Regions from separate parts of the Salmo salar genome. Here region 1 is linked to region 2. A link is a contact called in public Hi-C data. All regions are on one chromosome and are shown on one strand. The core of a region is the stretch at or near the end of the contact, and the rest is flanking DNA. Distances in the headings are between cores, read along the strand shown. Region 1 holds the start of shrprbck1r (sharpin and rbck1 related). Region 2 overlaps LOC106590416 (ras-responsive element-binding protein 1).

Region 1 (3,884 bases), core at 1,013-3,512, 73 kb after region 2:
GACCAAATTCACATAGAAATGTTAGTTATAGATCTGTCATTCTCATTGAAAGCAAGTCTATATGCATTATTTCTATGCTTTCTGTTGTTAAATTTCCTTTGCATTTTTTACTTTCGGTTTTGTACACCAGCTTCAAACAGCTGAAAGTACAATATTTTTGGAAATTGAAATGATATTTCAGTGGTTTAGATGGTACAATGATTCTCTACATTGCTTGTTTTGTCACAAACTGAAATTATAAAATATATACAATTATGAAATTACTAATCTTTAGTGTTGCAAACAGCTAATATCTAAGTACATCATGAGTTACAGTATGTCAGTAACATTTACACACACTATCCAAAAACGGTACATAATTGTGTGGTCACAATGTATTTATTCCTTTCCCCCCTACGTAATCTAATTCACATTAAACCTTCTCCTTGGCCTATTTTTTTTATTAAAGTGAGATTGAAGCAGGCAATGTGGTAGCCATTTTGGTTCACCACAACAGCATGCACATCAAGTCATCTCTGAAGAGGGGAGCAGAGGAAGAATGAGGTTATAACATGCACTTCACAGGAATGTGTCCAAATAGGTACTTCACAATATAAGAGCAACATTTTCACCCATGGTAGGTAGTCCAGATTCAACTTAAATGGTTTTTCATAAACAATCAGTTCTGCAAATAAATACACCCTATTTTAAAGTTTAAGAAACACATCCAAGTGAACCAAACCTTTATATTAATCATGAATCTATAAAATGTATAATTCCCTTCTGCACACCATTGTGCTACGGTGCATCCTGCTAATGCACCTGTCTATCTATCCTATCAATGCATTTAACAGCATAGCAAACACTTTCCCACCCTGTAACGTGAAGTGCATTTAATGCAAGAGAAATACTTAATATGTACTTTTTAAGGGTGCTTTTTTAAATTTTTTACATGGGGCTCAATGCAAACAAACTAGCATTTCTGTATTTACGCCATTGTTTTTTTTTTGGTAGCTACTGGGTTTGATTGAATCCCAGCCCTGATCTGCTGTCTTTCTTTCGGGAGCAGAAGGTTATGCAGGGTATATCGGGCAGGCCCAGGGGCTCATCATAGTGAAACATGGCACCCCTCTCCAGGAACACATTAGCAGACCGGTATATCTCCTCAATGGACTGCCCTGTGGGAGAGGGATATACACTGAGCATACCAAACATTAAGAACACCTTCCTAATATTGAGTCCCCTCCTGTCCTTTGGGTGGTGGACCATTGTTGATACATACTGGAAACTGTTGAGCATGAAAAACGCAGCAGTGTTGCAGTTCTTGACATATACCAGTATGCCTGGCACCTACTACCATAACCTGTTCAAATGCACTTAAATATTGCCCATTCACCCTCTGAACGATACACAATCCATGTCTTAATTGTCTCAAGGCTGAAAAATCCTTCTTTAACTCTCCTCCCCTTCATCAACACTGATTGGATTTAACAAGTGACATCAATAAGGGATCTTAGCTTTCATCTGGATTCACCTGGTCAGTCTATGTCATGGAAAGAGCAGGTTTTCTTAATGTTTTGTAAACTCAGTATACAGAGATCAAACACTCACTAACTGCTGGGAATTTTTTGTATGACTCAACCTAGTTTCTATTAAGGATCTATGTATCCTGCTAGCTTTCACATAGCTGGTGGGCTGAATTTGCCAAAAGTAATACATGTATCTTTATTTCCGCCATCAATCAACAATAGGGTTTCAAGGGTTGGCTTATTCCAAGTGTATTTGATGACAACGCAACATACTATTTACCAACTTAAATTGAATAGTGATGATCTGGCGTCTTCGAGCTATGGGTGAATGCAGTTGCTTTGATTTATTTTAATATTCTTCAGGGAAATGTTCAAAAATGTACACTCATACCAGTTAGCACTGTTTATTTCATATTGATGTGTAACATTAAGTCAGGGTTTGGGTCGGAACTATAACACCAGTGGCTTTGTTTTGAACGGAAGTGCAAACAAAGGTAAATATTGAACTCACTGAACAGATGTGACACTCAAATTGCCCTCATACAATGATGGTACGGGAGGGAAGGGGTTAATTAAGACTGACTCCAATGTCAGGGTCCGGAAAAACCAAACAGCAACTTCAGACAATGTTTACTTTTTCTGACATAAGAAAATATTTATCGATAACAACAATTTGTGAAAACATAAACTGTAACCGACATGACAGTGCTATCCCATGGGCACAGACGTCATTTCAACGTCTAGTTTCGATTTACATTTGGTTGAGCTGTCAACTAACTTGAATTCCATGTCATTGGATTTAGGTTATAAATTGGGTGTACCAAATTGGAAATTCCCTTACGCACATCTCAGGACCAGGCTGGTTGACTGAGCTCCGTACAGCAAGAGGAAGTGACCAGAGCGGACCAGACTTCCCCCATTTCAGTATGTGAGTGCAGGTATACGATGTTGACTTTTCCAGGCATCTTCAATGGATGTGTATTCTATTTCCACTGGCGCACACATGAAGGTAAACAATGGGGGTCGCTGTTTCACCAGGCCTAAATGAAGGAACACTGGATTACAAGCTGTTTGAGTTGTTGGACTACAACTATGGGGCCAAAAAAGCAACATTTTGATGGCATGACATTAGTGCTGCAGTCCTCAGACATTTCTATCTGCTAATGTCTTTTTGAAAGTAGGTCAACCATATACGCAATTGTCTCCACTACAATTTGCAGGTCCAAGTTTAAAAAATACGTATACAATTTAGTATAGGAGTACATCACATATACTGTATATTTGTGAACCTGATTTTGAGAAATGTAGGAAATTAAACGTTTTTGGACCTGCAGAAAAGCCATGTTGTGCAGTACATGGCTACAACGTGTGGGGGCGCAAATGATTGGCACTGGCAGCACGAGAGAGCCAGCCAAACAAACAGTGACACAGAGTGCGCACTTCCTGGTAGCTGGTCGTTCATCGGTTCTGTTGTTGTGAGCTTGGTAAATGGAGGGACTACGATGAAACTGCAAATTTTATTGGAATACTAATAGCAATCGTTGCTGGCAATATTGGCGTGGTGGTAAACACACCGGGAACGGTGTCTTGACGTCTCCAAACACTGCATGAGGCTGTTGGTGGAATGTCGCTGAGCTCAGGCGGGTGGACTACTCACACCCCACCGCCGGACCCGTCCTCATCTATCCCTGGCTATGGGGCCTCACAAACTGGCTGCCATACCGTCTTGATGTCGGTACGGGTATCAGTTTGCCATTCTGGTATTCGGCCGCTGTGTCTTCCTGGGGCAGGTGATGAGTCACTCCGTCTACAGCTCAGTATGGACCCCGGGAAGTCCGGGGAATTCCGTCTCACGCTACGGGACACCAGCGGAACAACGGGTCGGAGTGTGGTAAGAGAGAAGGGTTAAAGGCGGATTTCAATTCATTTCATTTGTCAGCCATGTTGACAAATAATGTTTATTGCTTTTGACAAATTACAAAATGGTGTTCATTAAAAATAGTTTTTTAAATTGTCAGCTAAAACTCGATGGAGTAAAGTTACATGTCACGTGATGTTTTATTATTACCAGCGTTACCAAGGCAGGCAGGCAGACATGTGTACAGAGGGTCACCGCTGGTTTCATGCTAACCTTTGGCTGTCATGCATTGAACTGTCAGTTATTTGAAACAATTTTATAGTTCAACAAAATACACCGAACAAAAATATAAACGCAAGAGATTTGACTGAGTTACAGTTCATATAAGGAAATTTGTCAATTGAAATAAATAAATTAAGCCATAATCTACCGATTTCACATGACTGAGAATACAGATATACATCTGTTAGTCACTTTTTTTTAAAGCTCGTGGCATGGATCAGAAAACCAGACAGTAT
Region 2 (3,993 bases), core at 190-2,689:
ATTATGTCTATCAAATGTGCCTTCTCTAGTAACGTTTACAGGGGTAGTTCAGCTATTTATTTCTCTATTCATGGCATTCAGATATAGTAATACAGTTGGACATAGAGTATGTTTATTAGTCCTGTGGTGGATGATTGGAACACAAAAAGAATTCTGTTGAGACAGAGTCCTCTGGAAGCATTTGTTGTTCCTGCTGCTAATCTCTCTCCCCCTTTTTCCTTCACCTCCTGTCTCTCCTCCTCCTCTCTTCCCCCCCTCCTCCTCTCTTCCCCTCCTCCTCCTCCTCTCTTCCCCTCCTCCTCCTCACTACACAACATTCAGCTGTCGGGCTGGAGGGGACAATGTATAGCTGGGGGAGGGGGATAGAGGCAAAGGTGTATGTGACTTGAGTGTGTCCTTCTTAAGCTGATTACATTAGTTTAAACTTTGAGAAGGGGTCACTGATAACGGCAGAGCTAGGAGAAGAGAAACGAATGGGGGGGCTAAACCATACAGGACTCCTCCCCCCTCTACTCTGTCTGGTGAAAGGTCAAATGCCATCAGTTGATTTAAGGACGTATGTGTGTCTGTGTGTGTGTGTGTGTGTGTGTGTGTGTGTGTGTGTGTGTGTGTGTGTGTGTGTGTGTGTGTGTGTGTGTGTGTGTGTGTGTGAAGGGAGGGGGGACAGGAGGACTAAGACCCTGGAAAACACATCAGTACATCCCTGACAGGCCTGGCCTAGCACACAGAGCCCTGCATCAGTACATCCCTGACAGGCCTGGCCTAGCACACAGAGCCCTGCATCAGTACATCCCTGACAGGCCTGGCCTAGCACACAGAGCCCTGCATCAGTACATCCCTGACAGGCCTGGCCTAGCACACAGAGCCCTGCATCAGTACATCCCTGACAGGCCTGGCCTAGCACACAGAGCCCTGCATCAGTACATCCCTGACAGGCCTGGCCTAGCACACAGAGCCCTGCATCAGTAGTCAGTCATAGGGCCTCTGTGAGTGTACTAACATTTCTGTGTGTGCGCGACTGTGCACCCATACTTCACAAGTTGTCCCTGCGCATCTGCTTGAATAAAGGTGGGTACATTATTGTGCAATTGTGTGGGTGAACTTGTTTGCGAGTAACTTTGATAGTGTGTGTATGCATGGATTTGTACTCTAGCTATATCTGTGTATAAGTGTGTTTGCGTGAGTGTGACTGCGATCGTGTGAGTTTGCGTCAATAAGTGTGTTTGTCTGTGTAAAACTGTATGTCCGTGGCGTGAGTGTGCACGCCTGTGTGTGTGTGAGCAACCGTGCGCGCATTCGCCAGCACGAAAGAGGAAAGGTCAGCCAGTGTTGGGTCGGCAGCACAGGTCTCAGCTTTCACTCTGCCGTCAGTGCCTGGTTTAGAAATAGCAGGCAGGCAGCGAGCTGGCCACCCATCTGGGGACCTGACAGACAGCAGCCGCATCCCCTGGACTCTGACCGCTGGCGTCAGCCAATCCCGAGAGAGCTAAGCTGTCATGTCAGCACAGCGTGATTGGATGAAACCAACTTGTCTTTGTGTCACCTCAGCCATCCTCCTAAATTCACCTGCCTAAAAAAACATTTCCCATCAGTCTATCTAGTTGATTGATGGTTTGACTGTCTGTAAATTGCAAAAACACTACTTTCAGGACTGAAGAGGTCATTTACTGAGGCACTCAGACCTCAAACAACTCAAACAGTATGAGCGTTACAACAAAACTCATTATCAAGATACATAAGATGTCATTTTTAATAATTCAAAAAGTAATCTATTCTTATGGCCAGTCGAGCGAGACTGGTCTACTACTATTGCTTTAATGTATTGTTATTCTCATTAATATTTCCACTACTACTATTAATGCCTTATTGCTGTTGGTCCCACCATTTTTTGTTATATGTATACTTTGACAATGTAAGTAACTTGCCATGTCAACAAAGTCTACTGAAGAGAGAGAGAGAGAGATCAAACTGACAGCGGGGTTGATGATTCAACAGCTCCCTTCTCATCCAAACTGAAAAAAATCCACTGCACCACCACAGTGGGTGGACAGGGGGCACTGTAGCATCAAAATGATGCTGCCTGCTTTTGTGCAATGTCACACCAAGGGCACTTCTCCTTACCATCGCACCTTCTCTATCCCGCTCTTCCCCACCACCCTTTAGTGTTCTCACTGTCTTGTAAAGAGTTAAAGCAGAGTGCCCATCCACTACCCCCTGGCTCAGTCTATTCGCCAGACCCTTCATAGGGTTAGGATGCCTCTCCTTGGCAACAGGCTCACAACAGCAGGCCCCATTTCATGTGATGCTCTGGCAACAAAATGGCTGCTCCCCTGCCAGCCACATGGACAGCTCCATCACATCAGACTAGGGCTGGATCAATTCAGTACCGTGGAACATTCACAAGGAAGGTCGCAGATAGGATGAATAGAGACCACTCAATTTCTGAATGTTACAACTCGCTGATGTATACACCCCTGTGCTTTCATTTTCTTGCCCCAAAGCATTGCTTCTTTTTGGAGTGTTGAGAAAATGCTAAACAGAATGGTGAAAAAGAACGCGAATATGCAAAGAAAACAACTTTCTTTTTTTTATGCAACAATCTTAGTATCGTCTAAACAGAATTCAGTGGCATTCTTTAACAGTAGAGACCAACACATAAACACACTCTCGTATTCTCTCAGATTGACTCGGCCTACACTCATTCCTTCCTGCCCACACCTCTTCATTCCATACACATGAGGGTGAAAAGATGAACTCTCCAACGATGGAGCAGGCAGATTACTGTCCTGGTGCATCCCTCTCATGCAGATAGATTCAACAGCCAACCGTTTAGATTTCACAACACCACTTTATCAGGATAACTTCAGAAGCTTATGTTGAAGGGCTGGCCAACTCAAAAGGGATGGAGCTTCTCACATCACATCAATTAAACCTCAAGCCCCCAATTCTAACACCCACACCCACAATAAAACCCCTAAGAGCGCAGAGAGAGAGGAAGTCGGTATTTAACCCTGCCATCAGTCAAGTATGCTGGGAGCAGATGCCCTAACAGTTGTTGTTGTGTGTGTGTTGAAGTGGGGCAAAGTCATTTTCCTACTTCCTGTACTCTGCTTTGCCTAAACAGCGTCAACACACACACACACACACACACCTTACCCAGAGCATCCCAACCCCCGACAACGCCTATATATTTATCTCTGTACCACAGTCCCCCATCACCCTCCAGGCAAACGGTCTGCCCTGACCAACGTTAGCGTGTCAATTCTAAAAGATATAACAAGAGCAAGACATTTTATTTTATTTACAAACAGTATAACATTTTGTAAAAGCAGAATATTTCGGTAATCATTTTTTGTAAATGCTTTATCTCCGGGAAAAACTGAGCACTAAAAAGATTTGTTTGTTTACAGATTATTTTGTTTTATAACAACTGCTGGGCTATTCTAAAGGGCGTGTCTGCAGTTAGCGACAGGTGCTAACGCTTGGATTTTTGCTGGCTTTATGTGAGCAGTACCCCACATGTGTTTGGGTGGTGCTGCTATCACACCTGGGTAGGGAACCACTTACAGAAAGGCTTAAAGACCAAAGCTTTAGTGTTGGTAATACTCTGGGCCTTTCAACGGCATACAATCTTTAAACAGTCCACTACATTTCTTAATGTCCATTTTGTGAGGTACTGTACAGGCGCACAACATTAGCAATGAGACGTTTTCTTCTAGCCTGTGTGATGCGCAAAAGTAAAAACAACGCCAAATGCAGAAATTACATCCGCCCCTACCACAATGCCTAAACATTAGTAGGTAGCCCTTTGATACGGAGCGAGGTGGAGAATGAGTTAGTGTGTGTGTGTGCGTGCGTGCGTCTGACCTGTGCATGTTGCCATTTGTGGTGAAGGTCTGGCCGCAGAAGGAGCACTTGTAGGGCCTCTCTCCGCTGTGCACTAGCATGTGGCGGTCCAGCGAGCTGGCTGAGCTCAGGGCCTTGCCACAGATG

The links. Hi-C and Micro-C count contacts between places; a contact is called where the count stands out from the background.
Region 1: a contact with region 2 is called in a Hi-C map of muscle, with 6 times the contacts expected there. The contact joins the promoter of shrprbck1r here to the enhancer-like site in region 2. A contact is called at or near these places in 2 of 3 Hi-C or Micro-C datasets (gill and muscle).

The regions. Positions count from the first base shown.
Region 1 is chrssa29:24,897,761-24,901,644 of Ssal_v3.1, forward strand. shrprbck1r (sharpin and rbck1 related) reads left to right here and starts at 2,263. Exons shown (of 14, transcript XM_014181426.2): 1 at 2,263-2,436.
Region 2 is chrssa29:24,825,557-24,829,549 of Ssal_v3.1, forward strand. It overlaps LOC106590416 (ras-responsive element-binding protein 1), which reads right to left. Exons shown (of 12, transcript XM_014181417.2): 5 at 3,868-3,993. Among protein-coding and RNA genes, the nearest start is that of LOC106590419, 40 kb to the left of the region's middle. Within about 2 kb of position 1,440, at least 5 of the 13 cell types and tissues checked have an H3K27ac peak or open chromatin away from gene starts, as enhancers often do. A contact at or near this core is called in muscle, where this site is marked.